Linked DNA regions of Mus musculus: all the other regions are linked to region 2. A link is a contact called in public HiChIP or PLAC-seq and promoter capture Hi-C data. All regions are on one chromosome and are shown on one strand. The core of a region is the stretch at or near the end of the contact, and the rest is flanking DNA. Distances in the headings are between cores, read along the strand shown.

Region 1 (4,239 bases), core at 1,383-3,882, 1.5 Mb before region 2:
GCATATGCTTTTTAATGTACTATGATCAGGCTGGGCTGGCACACTGAGAAGTTGTTGATATTGGTGTTAGATTTCCTTTTTCTTCCATAATATGTGTTAACTTTCCTTCTTTCTTTTGTACATAAGATTCAGGATTTCTGTCCTTTTATTCAAGGATATTGGCCAGGCTGTTGCCTTTCTAGGTTAAAGTAGAAAAGGAAAGCATATTGGTTCAACTCTCAGTACATACACTTAAATTTAAATGCTATTTTCAGGATAGCCACACCTTTTACTATGTCTACTTTATAGTTTAGCAATCATTTACTATCTCAAACCTTACTAGTAGCTTTGGGGAAGAGCTCTTCCTTGGTTATAGAGCTCTTCCTTGGTTATACAACAGGAAGTGTTTAGAGATCTCTGCTTCATAGGTAGTCGTGTGACTGCCCCATTTTGACCTTCATATTCAGAGTTGCCTGGTGTCCTCATTTCAATTCTGGGCTTCCCACGATGCATGTCAAGTCACTTTCCTGTACTGTCATTGGTGTCTTTGGGATTAATCATTATTTTGTGTTTGTTACCTTTTATTTTCAGTAGGCTTTCAGTTTTCCCAAAATTTCTCATACTCAGAAAGGAATAGAGGGTATTGTTTATGTGGCCCCTCCCTCCTTTAAAGTCAGTCTCATGTAGCCTAGGTTAGATTCAAATTTAGGGTGGCTTTGAATTCCTGATCTTTCTCCATCTCCCTCCGAAGTGCTGTGATTACAGGCAAGTGTTATGCCTCGTTTCACTACTATTCCTTCCTAACTAATTTTAGGGAGTTTTATCATGAGTCCTCCTACTCCCCACCTCTCTTCACTTTCAGTTACTCCTCTGTGTCTGAACAGTTTTCTTTTAATCGATTCAGACACATTAGGTGTTTTGAGACAGTATTTAATTTATTCCAGGTTATCTTTGAGCTTTCTATATAACCAATGTGAACCTGAACTGGTCTTCCTACATTCACCTCCCTGTTGTTGGTATAGGTGTACACACAAACACATAAACACACACACACACACACACACACACACACACACATATACACACTCTTCTCCAAGTCAGAACTCTGATACTGTGTCTTTTCCAGGAAATAAGACATTGATTCCATTTAAGACTAGAGGAACCTAGATTCCATTTAAGAGCACTTGGGAGGCAGAGGCAGGTGAATTTCTGAGTTCGAGGCCAGCCGGTCTACAGAGTGAGTTCCAGGACAGCCAGGGCTACACAGAGAAACCCTGTCTCAAAAAACCAAAAAAAAAAAAAAAAAAAAAAGACTAAATCAACCTCTTGTAGATTTCAGAATATACACAGGAAATCACAAAGAAATGGAAATAATCTAATAGCTTGTTTTTAATTACACGAACCCTAAACTGATAACATGGTTTAAGTTTAAACATTTCCAGGTTAGATTTCATGGAGTTGGAGATGTAGCTCAGAGGCAATGCACTTGACTAGCCAGCACATGGTTTCATTGTTTCCTTATTTTTTGTATCCAAGTCCCTTTTCTTAGAATTGACATTTCTCTATTATGAGACTTTTGTATGCTTGGCAGGCATTCTACCATTATGCCATAAGTCTAGCCTAGTTAAGGAATATTGATTGTGCTCCCCAACCCACCTCCTTTTTTTTTTTTAGATAAGATCACACACACTCACACACCCTTGGCTCAGGCTGACCAACCTGAATCACTTTCCCTGGCTCAACCTCCCTAGACTGAGGTTATAGATGAGTCACCATTAAGTCTACTTTGCTGTTTGTTTTTTCTTGAAAGCGAGCATCTTGGTTGGGTATCTCCTGCTTTATCTCTATAGTGTGGTGGGCCACCGTGCTTGTTTAAGAAAGCTAGTACAGGCAAATAGTCGTGTGTCCCCCCCCCCCCAAAAAAAAAAAAAAGATTTAACTGGTTCTGGAGCCTCCTGTTCAGGCAATATTGGTGACTCTCACTGCACTTTCCCCTCACACATCCGCGGCGATGTGGTTTTTTTTCCCCTTCGTTTTTTTTTTTTTTTTTTTGGTAAGACTAACCCTGTATAACTCGGATTGCCTTGAACTCAAGATCTTCTTGCTTACGCTTCCCAAGTTCTAGGTCTACAAGCATGCACCACCACACTTGCTTTCCTTCGTTTTTTTTTTTTTTTTTTTTCAGAATTCCAGCAGCAGTTGCTAGCTTCTCAATTCGAATACTAAGGGGGGCACAATTGAGTTTACAGAGCACTCTGTGTCGCTTAGTTTGAGCCTTCCTCCCTGGGGCTCCGAGGTCAAGAGCAGGTCGGTTTACGTACTTAACGGTGCAGCCTTTGCAGGCTCTGAGTGGCAGGGAACCTGGGTTCTTGGCCCAACTGGTGGCGCAGTCTGGATGGAGGCTTCGGTGCCTCTGTGGAGCAACGTAAGGCGTGGCACACGCCCCGTGCCATTTCCATTTCATTCGGACTCAGAGATCAGTTCTCACCAAAGCAGTCGTCAATACCAAATCTGGTCAGCTTGTGTCTTAACTACGGCCACATCAGAATTTCAGCCAGTATTAGAAGGAAGGGTCCTTGCGCGGTCGGTCTACTGAAGTCGCTCCTCTGCAGAGCCTGGGATAGGACAACGCGCGCCGGCCCGCTTTACGGCAGAGGTGTGCGCTTTTGCGACAGCATGACGCAAGCAGGTTTTGGCGGGAAAAGCTGTGCATTTGGATTCCTGTGGCAGCTGGCAAAGGACTGCTTGGTGAGAAGGGCGTCCTGAACAGTGGGAAAGAACTCCAGCAAAGGACCCAGAGGGCTTGTTTAGTGTGGACGGGCGCGGGGAGGGAGTGGTCCAGACTAGCAGAGAGGTGGGAGGGCCGCCCGGAGCCCGGGCTGGAGCGGGTGGCCCGTGGCTCTCCAGCATAAAGGGACCAGAGCGATTGTAAGGCTCCGGGGTTCGCATGCTTTCCCGGCTCTAGGGGTCCCTGCCTCCCGCTTCTCTCCGCGGCTTGGCCCCGCCCTGTTCCCTCCCGGTGCTGGGGACACGTGCCGTTGGGGTGGGAATTGGAAGTGAGCGGGTGGGAGGAGGGGCTGCTCTGGCAGTAATTACCGTAGTTACACCCAGCTGCTCCCCACCCCCGCACCCTGACCTGCCCGCAACTCCCTTTCCGGATCATTCACCCGAAAGCTCTTGTCTTGCAACCCTGGAGCCAAGCAAGTGCTCAGTTTTGCATAAAGGCGGACGGAGGACAAACGTGGAAACAGGATTTGTGATAAACAGGACAAAATGTTCAAGTTCAGTATTATGACGTGGGTAAATATGGTTCAGATGTAAGATGAAAAGAAAGTCGTGCGGAATCATAGCAGGAGACATGGCTCAGTGGCATTACAGGTGATGAGAGTTTACACTCATCCCCAGTATTTTCTGGGATCCTGCATTTTACAGTCGCTGTGCTTGGAGTCATGGCAGTGCCTTTTGTGGAAGACTGGGATTTGGTGCAAACTTTGGGAGAAGGTGCCTATGGAGAGTAAGTTTGAGTCCTCATTTTAATTTTTTATTGCAGTGTGTGTCTGTCTGTCTGTCTGTCTGTCTGTCGTGCTATGGTGCGTGCACCTGTGGAGGTCAGAAGACAACTTGCAGGAGCTGGTTCTGTTGAAGGTTTGGAGGGATCATTAGGCCTGACAGCAAGAGGCTTAACCTGCCTGGCCATTACCATGGTCTTCCTAATTTAAATATTACCTGTTTGTTTGCTTTAGTTTTCCACCTGTTGTCTGAGTACACACTTTAAAAAAAGTCCTTTATTTCAAGTGGCAAAGAGCATGGATATTCGCATTTGTACATCAAGGCTCTGAGTGAGTGAAGCACATCCACACCTGTTCCTCCTCTTTTGTGATGGTAGACATTGAACCTAGTGCATCACTCATGCTGGGCTTATGCTCTGCCATGAGCTACATTTCTAGGCCTGTAAAACACCAAATTTCTTCTTACATTTGTTTTTGTTCAGATCAAAATCTTGTTAAATTGCCTAGGTTGGCCTTGAACTTGTACACTGTAGCCTCCCAGGTAGGTATGACAAGCCTGTGCTTGACGGTCCAATTTCTTTTCTTTCTTTTTTTTTTTTAATTTTACTTTTATAAAATTTTCTTTTATAAAAGAATTGTTTTCCTAACAAATCATGTGTCTTAGAATTTTAAATGAGATAATGAAAAGACCCTGGCGGCATCCTGCCTAATTTCAGATCTCCACACTCAGCTGATCCTGGTTGTATTTGTG
Region 2 (3,834 bases), core at 794-3,293:
CTCTCTCTTCCTACGGATCAGCTCCTCTTTGGAAAGTTCTCCATTCTCAGGTCCCGCTGAGAGACCTGACTTTTCTGCAGGGGCTGTTTTGCTAGTAGCCAAAGTGCCATCAGAACCTGTTAAAAGAAACCTCACTGGAGGAAAAGAAACATAAATCCCAACCACCCAGGTAATAACTACAGTTCTTCCAAATCCTAAAGAGCAACTTGGACCAAACACCTTGGAGACTACAATGCCTCAAGGGAGTGATAGGGTGGTGAGCATTAAGTTAAAGGAGGCTAGCAATGTCAAAGAGTACCACAGAGTTTTATAATACTATGCTAACATCTTGTATGCCCTAGCAGGGTCAGGAAACTCAAACACACCTTCCTTTTTGGCCCCCCTTTTTTTGTTGTTTTTTGCTTTTTCCTTGGTCTTTTCCCCCCGTGTTTCAATCATGGACCTCACAGGTTTCTTAGCTTTTTCAGAATCTTCAAATTTCTTCATGGTAGTGGGAGCACGGATCTTACTGCTCTCCTCTGCTTCACTAAAGAGAAAAGAGACTAGTTGGTCTTTCTACCCATACAAGAGGACAACTCTGACTTAAGAAAAAGATCCCACATATCAAAAGGACTATAAGAAACAAGCTACAAAATGTGACTGGTTTGAACCCATGTAAATATTGATGCGCCACCGACAGGCAGGCACTCTTAAATCATGAAAATTTTCCCTTTGAACGGAGGAAAGCCTCTCACCGAAGGAGCCGCAGGAAGTCATTTTGGAAATCAAATGTGCCATTCAATAGACTTAAAGCACTCTGTTGTTGGATCTCTGTGCGATACTTATCCCGGAACAGTCGGTGCACATCATCTATCAACTTGTCTACATAGGTCAGCGTGAGGATCTTCTGAAAGCCAACCTGTTTATGGAAGGAGACGGAGCCAATAGATCTCCTTACATGCCAGCCCAGAATGGAAGGAAGCCAACTCAACCCAAGCCTCCAGAGATAGGTTTCCTGCCCCGGGAGAGCCAAGCTTACAATCTTACCCAGAAGTCGCTTGCTTTCTCCCCTCCACATTCCTAACTTTTTTCTATCACTTTATCACATACACAATACCCACAATTAATTAGGTTCATCAGTGGGGATGCTGTTGAGAACATAACTTGTCTTTCTAACATACCCCCACTTACCACAAACACCAGCTCAAACTGGTTGTCCAGTTTATACTTGAGTGTGAGAGCCTCATGAGTGAAAGAGTTGTTACCGCCCCGTTCCTGGAAAAAGAGCGTTTCAGCAGTCAGGCTACATCCACAGCAAAACCAGACTTTGGACTACGTTTGGGAAATAACCAGATATAATCCTGCCCTCAACAAGGGAGTTCTGGGACATTTCTAGCACCCCGTGAGAAAAAAAGACAGACAGACAGACACCAGGTAAGGACAAGGGGTAAAGCTGGGACAGGAGACAGGACACGTGGGAGCCAGGAAGTAAACAGTCATATATAAACAATCAGATCTTCTAGCAGCTGTGAACCATCTACTGTTCCTGAAAGGTGTTCTCGCATCCACAGTTTCACCCAACGTCAAAACAGCAGAAAACCACGCTGCTCGGATGAGTGGAGAGGGAGTTCGAGTCCATTAGGACGCCAGAACGTGGCTAGAGCCCCGGAAACGGGAGGAGTGGGGGGCGTCGCAAAGTTTCGGGATACTGTGATCCAGGCAAGGAAGTCGATCCTGGGTGGCCGGTAACCGACCAGTTTGAGGAGATCAGAACGGAAAGTGCGGAGTGACTACTGGAAAGGGGACCACAGTCTGGGTCTGAGGGACGACAGCCCGGAGTTCTGCCCCGCGGGGGTGGTACCTGCAGCAGTACGGAACGAATCAACGCGTTGACGGGCCCGGTGCACGAGTCGCTCACGCCCTGGAAACACCAGAGCACAAGCCCGCCCTTCGAGAAGATGGTGAAGAAGTCAAGCATGACGGAAGCGGGAGAAGACTTGAGGCCGAGACCGGGGCCGGGAACTCGGGCCGCGTCCGCCGCCGCCGCTTCCTGCTGCGCCAAGCGCGGGACACGTCACACCAGCAGCCCCCGGAAACCGGTTCAGCCGCACTTCCGCTACGAGCCTCCGTGGTCCCGCCCCTTTCCCGCTCAGGGCGCGCGAGATGACGTAGACTCAAGCCTGACCAATAGCACACAGGGGCGGGACTCCAGAGGCGATAGCTCCCCTATAGCGTGGAGGGGTGGAGCCTGAAGAGCACTGCCGGCTAATCGGCGCGTTCGTGTCTATTCCCCGTGGCGCGGACCGATGACAGGAAGGACAGAGTCGGCTTGAGGGGAACCCACCTCAAGCTGAAAGAAGCCGGGCTCTAAGGCCATGTTTCGCAGAGCGCTGCGTCTTGGCTTGGGCCCGGGCCTCCCATACCGGGGGCTACGCACACGCAAAGGAGGCTTTACTCTGGGTAAAGCTGAGGGCAGCAGTGGTTCTGGGGAGCCCAAACCCTCCATAGATGTGACCTTCAAGGTTCGACCCCCTGCCTCGTGCGGGCGGGACAGCGAGTTAGCTGGGGGAAGGGGTAGGCTTGCCTACTAAAGGTCAAAGAGCCGAGGCAAGTGTATGGCTCTCAAGGAGGCACTTCCCAGTGGACAATGCCATATAAATGGAAGCTTGCTGGCGATGATGGATAAGGATAAGAAACCATTACAAAGGTGCCCGGCTTTAGAAGGCTGTGCAGTATGAAGTATACTAGGGACTCGTTCCCTGGGCCTGGCATATCTGAGAATGGGGTTCAGGAGGGAGAGAGATCTGCAAGAGCTAAATAATGTGAGTCACATCTCGCTTGATGGGGAAACAGAAAGTAATTTCAGGAAGTTGAATCTTCCAGTGTTAGAGATCCATGATATTGGGGCCTGGTGGGACAAAGACCAAACAACAAAGTTCTAACAATACTGCTGCATATGAGTTGATCTTATGAGAAAGGATGACATTGGAGGTGTGGCAATCCAAATGCCTATTTCAGCCCCCCTTTTCCTGTACCCATCCTCCAACCCCCAACCACGCAGAAAAGAACATAAGTCATCTAACTGTAACTATGTCCTGCAGACTGGGATGCAAAGGTGTCTGACTTTAAGAAGAAGGTTGATTCCATCCTGCCTGGAAAGAAATATGAAGTGCTGTATGACACCAGCCACCTGCCCCCAGAACAGGCGGATGTGGTCATCATAGGAGGTGGGATTCTTGGTCTGTCTGTGGCCTTTTGGCTGAAGAAGCTGGAGAGTAGAAGAGGTGCCATTCGGGTGCTGGTGGTGGAGCAGGACCACACGGTGAGGTCAGGGAGTAAGGGCAGTCATCTTATTGAGGACACAGACTGTGGCATTGAGGGCAGGGACTGTGCTTTGGACTTTGGAGCTTAAGAAATAGTTCCAGGCTCTTCCTCCCTCAACAAAGACCCGCAGCAATAACATTGTTTTGTTGGGGAAGGGGAAGAGACTTTGCTACTGTTGTTTAATCTCTTTGGAGATGGGGTTTCAATATATGGCTGAAGCTGGCCCTGAACTCAGCATTTTCCATTCTGTGCCTCCCAAGTGCTCCGATTACACGTGCTCCAGAACATTTACCCATACTTGCTCCTTGAAAAATGATTCCCCTTTGCATTTAAATGTATAACTGACAGCTTCCATTGCAGGATTCCATTATATATTACATCATGACAGTCTACGTCGGTTTTTCTTTTCACAGTATTCACGGGCTTCCTCCACAGGGCCTTCTGTGGGCGGGATTTGGCAGCAGTTTTCCGTGCCTGAGAATGTCCAGCTCTCACTCTTTTCAATCAACTTTCTCCGGAACATAAATGTAT
Region 3 (4,081 bases), core at 1,488-3,987, 1.6 Mb before region 2:
GATTTCCAGCACCCACATAGGGTGGCTCACAAATGCTTCTAACTCCAGCTTTGGGGTCATCCAATGACTCTGGCTTTCAATGCCCCCTGAACTCATATGGCCCCTGCACACATACACATAAGTAAAAATAATCAAAATAAAATGGAGTATCAAAAAGAGAGTATATTTGACTCAGACAACCCCTAAAGAATAAAAATATACCTACAAAAACTATAAAAAGAAATAGGCCTCTAGATGTTCTGTCGGTTAAAAGTGCTCACCCTGCACACGTGACGACCTAAGTCTGCTCCCTGGATCCCACAGTAGAACTAATTTCTGAAATTTGACCTTTGTGCTGTGTGGCACATTCACGTCTACACTCACACACACACATCACATACACACAGCCAATACTTTTTAAAAATAAAAGTTTAAAAAAATGGCTATAAAAGAAGACATGGATATCAAGGTTCAGAGTCCAGAAACATTGTTAGTTGAAACAATCTATAATATTGTTTTCAATCTATAGTATTGGTTTTTCAGCAACTCATCACCCAGGAGCCGTGAGGTACTCTGTGAATGATCAGACAGATGATGCTAAAACTGAGCTTGTATATTGGGAATTTGTATTAACATGGTTTCTAACCTGAGTGGAGCATTTGTATCTGGGGCTGTGGCAGAGTAAATGAGAGTCAAACCTCAAGAAGGGGTTCCCAGGCTTGGAGTGCTGGCATATCCCATTCATTTGGCCCCCCTACCTTCTTTCTCTAGTCCATCTTCTTTTCTATTCCTCTAGGTAGACTGCTTTCACTTCTCATCTGAAACGTCTGAAGTAACCCTGCATCCTTCCATCCTGGCAAGTTTGCTGGCTCCTCAGCCTTAGCTTCTCTCCAAGTCCTCCTCCCTTAAAAGCTAACGTTAAGGCTACAGGAGCAACTAAGCCACAGAGCGTTTGCCGCGCATATGTGACATCTAGGGTTCTGTCTTCACACCTCCCACCCTCCTGCCACACACACACACACACAAGTTAATGTTAATAAAAGGAATAGCCATCTTCTTTGTGATTCCAAAATAAATAAATATGTGAAAATGGCAGAGAGGGATCATGGGAAACTCGTCTTTTTATTATTGAACACAATCCAGGACTATAGTGTAAGTGTTCCATACAATCTATTCCACTTATTAGGACTCCAAATATGTGGTGTAATTTAGAAGAGGAACGCACAGTCCTCAACAGACACTCGGAAGGAAACATGGGAAAAAGCCTCTCCCTGCAGCCTAACAGTACAGAAGCTGCAGCTTGGGTCTGCAGTACAAGTCCCCAGTCTGCTTCACTGAGCTGAATGCATGGTGGATGAGAGGGAGATTTCATCGTGCCTCCCCTGCTGGGCCTCTTTGCACCTCCACACATGCCATCCCATCTCCCTGGTCTTTCCATCACTTGTTCTGTAGACCAGTTGACTCTGTGCTTCCCCTCCCATTCCCATATAGATCCTTAAAATGCCCTCTGTTATCCACTTCCAGACTCCCACTGCTCTTCTGCAAAACCTGGCTAGTATAAGCTGTCCATTTTGCCAGAAAGAATAAATACTCATTTGCACATGGCTCAGCAACCCCTTCACCGGACTCGGTACCCTCCCCCCCCCTTCTGTTCCATTCACCTCCATTTCAGACCTCCTCTCCCTCTTCTGTCGGAGTAAAGAAAGGCTCTTCTAGGCAGCACAATGGCTGGCACTCTGAGGATGCACGGCTCATCCCACGCAGCCCCTGCTCATACTCCACTGTCTTCCCTTTGCCAAATAAGACCTGGTCACCGGGATGGGTGAGTCGTACTTGGAGACAAGATGCAAAGGGAAAGACAAGAGGGCAAGAAGAACGGATTGTATAACACCCCTTCAGCTGAACCTCCGCTCTGCAGCACCCTGGGCCCCAAGGATGAGGGCGGGCTCTGCACACTCCTTTTCGTCACACTCGTCCTTTCTCCAACCTGCTCTGTGTAGTAAAACAATCGCTCCCAGAGGACTGCAGCCAGAGGGTCTGACACTGCGAGAATGCCCCGTCTGAGGAAGGCTCCACACGCCGCGGAGGGGCACAAGTAGATTGCAGGATCAGATTCGTAGGGACAAAGATGATTTTGAGACGCCTAAGATAAGCGGAACACATAACGGTCCTGGAATGACATATGGAGTCCACATTGCTCCAGCACCATCAGATAGGGTTTCCCGGCACTGTGTTGCACATGAACACACACACACACACACACACACACACACACACACACACACACACACACACACGATGCTCTGAGATGATGCTACCAGTACCCACTCCGGGGCCCTTGAGCTTGAGCTCCCGCAAGACTGGGAAAGACCAGGACGACGGCCCACGAACCCTTCTTTTTACTTCTGAGGAAAAGACCCAGAGGAGATGAGAGTAGCGCATACCCGAGGAATCCTATGAGAGAATCTCCAATCCTCTGGTCTTCTTCACCACCCGAATTCGACCCCCCCCCCCCCCACACACACACACACCCGCCCCCAGGACTGGGGCTAGTCCAGACTAAGATCGCCTTTCCCACCACCGCACCTGAGCGGGTCCTGGAGGAAGGAATCGGATCCCAGGGCTCAGCCAGACATCCCCAACCACCGACTAGAGGTGGCCCGGTGCAGCACAACGTCAGCGGGCAAGCCAGCCAGCGAGCGCTCCCCCGCTGCTCCGGCTGCGCCTGGTCCCCGCGCTCGTGCCCGGGCTCCCGGAGGCGCGCCCGCACTCGGGAACCCGCCTAACGGGCGCGCCCAGGGCCTGAACGTCATCCTGTCGTGAACACTCATAGCTTCCTTAGAGCACGTGGACCTACCTTTATTAATATTTATGAATTGCCGTTCCTCCCTTCTTTGATACTGGCCCTTCTGCTTCCCACATGAATATTCAGAAGCTCCGAGATGGGGGCGTGCAATCGCTACCAATATGGATTCTTCAGATGGCCCAACACTAGGTTTTGTATAAAAATGCAGGCAAATGGAGTAGATGGGCAGGCAGATACTGACAGACACACTCAAAGAGCCTCTGGCACTTTTTGGACTGCCCTTCCTATTCTATTAGGGGTTGTAGTGGACAAGCCAAGAGGTGCGCCTTACTCCAAAGTCGTTCATAGCTCCAAGGTGAGGGGGCTGGATGGTGGGAATAATTTTGTCATCCAAAACTGTGGAATGCAAGTGAGAAATTTGAGTGAGGGGGATCCAGGAATAGAAAGACTTCAGACTTTACACCTCACACGTTGATGTGCTGTATGTAAATCTGTGCTTAGAGATGCTATTCATATAAAATCTAATAATGTAGTTTTAAAAAAAAGAAAAGAAAAAGAAAGAAAAGAGAAAAGACAGCACAAGAGAGGCATGTCTGCCTGGTGACACCTCCTAATTTTGTCTGATTTTAGGCCAAACCAAGAATGACAGCCGGGAGGTGAAGGGGGTCTTCCCTATGTTGATTTATGCACTCTTATCACAACAGTTCAATCATGAGGGGCAGGGAAGGCAGGGGGACATCATCTCTGATGAAATTAGAAAAAGTATTAGCCATTCTGCCCTCCTGGTAATTAGAAACATGAGGGTGTTTTTCTTGTTAGAAAAAAAAGTGGTCATGAGAGCTCAGCAGGTGAAAGGTGCTCATTGTCTAAACCTGAACCCGACTCTGGGGACTCCCATGAATGTGCTAGAAGAGAACTGAGTCCACAACATTGTCCTGCAACCTCCACAAGAGCACTATGGCAACTGCACCTATATACACACACACGCAAAACAAGAAATAGATGCTAAACCCTATTTTTCTGGCGTCATGTGGTTTTGTGACCTTGGGAAAGTTATCCTTGCTGCGGCTCACGTTTTCATCAACATAATGAGGGTTATACCTCCCACTTCCGAGGCCTGTTGTTAGATTAAGGGAGTGAACTCATGCAATGCACTTCTAGGAAGGAGAGGAGGAGCTATGACCCTTGGCTACTTCCTTAGCAGAAGCTTTAATGCACTTTTCTATGCTGGTTTTGATTGGTGATGGTGGTACGAGGTGTAGTGGAGGTTGGGGTGGGGGCTCAAACCATGTAGTC

The links. Promoter capture Hi-C pulls out the DNA fragments that hold promoters and counts their contacts. HiChIP or PLAC-seq counts read pairs in DNA pulled down with a chosen protein or histone mark.
Region 1: a contact with region 2 is called in a promoter capture Hi-C map of pre-B cells. The contact joins the promoter of Chek1 here to the promoter of Srpr in region 2. A contact is called at or near these places in 14 of 39 promoter capture datasets (the 3T3-L1 cell line, the C10 cell line, the HPC-7 cell line and 10 more), 1 of 484 Hi-C or Micro-C datasets (CD8 T cells), 14 of 115 datasets of contacts at active chromatin or transcription factors (acute myeloid leukemia, astrocytes, differentiating embryonic stem cells and 6 more) and 3 of 9 other capture datasets (adipose tissue, liver and macrophages).
Region 3: an H3K4me3 HiChIP or PLAC-seq map of embryonic forebrain shows a contact between it and region 2, with 3 times the contacts expected there. The contact joins the promoter of Fez1 here to the promoter of Srpr in region 2. A contact is called at or near these places in 4 of 39 promoter capture datasets (cranial neural crest, hippocampal neurons, liver and 1 more) and 2 of 115 datasets of contacts at active chromatin or transcription factors (astrocytes and embryonic forebrain).

Annotation. Positions count from the first base shown.
Region 1 is chr9:36,725,051-36,729,289 of GRCm38.p6, reverse strand. Chek1 (checkpoint kinase 1) reads left to right here and starts at 2,632. Exons shown (of 13, transcript NM_007691.5): 1 at 2,632-2,727; 2 at 3,412-3,493. The coding sequence starts at 3,429.
Region 2 is chr9:35,209,412-35,213,245 of GRCm38.p6, reverse strand. Srpr (signal recognition particle receptor ('docking protein')) reads right to left here and starts at 2,043. Exons shown (of 14, transcript NM_026130.1): 1 at 1,841-2,043; 2 at 1,171-1,254; 3 at 735-898; 4 at 366-526; 5 at 1-116. The coding sequence starts at 1,957. It overlaps Foxred1 (FAD-dependent oxidoreductase domain containing 1), which reads left to right and starts at 2,191. Exons shown (of 11, transcript NM_001291448.1): 1 at 2,191-2,439; 2 at 3,081-3,301; 3 at 3,717-3,830. The coding sequence starts at 2,355.
Region 3 is chr9:36,831,396-36,835,476 of GRCm38.p6, reverse strand. It overlaps Fez1 (fasciculation and elongation protein zeta 1 (zygin I)), which reads right to left and starts at 2,737. Exons shown (of 10, transcript NM_183171.5): 1 at 2,566-2,737. It also overlaps the pseudogene Gm27219.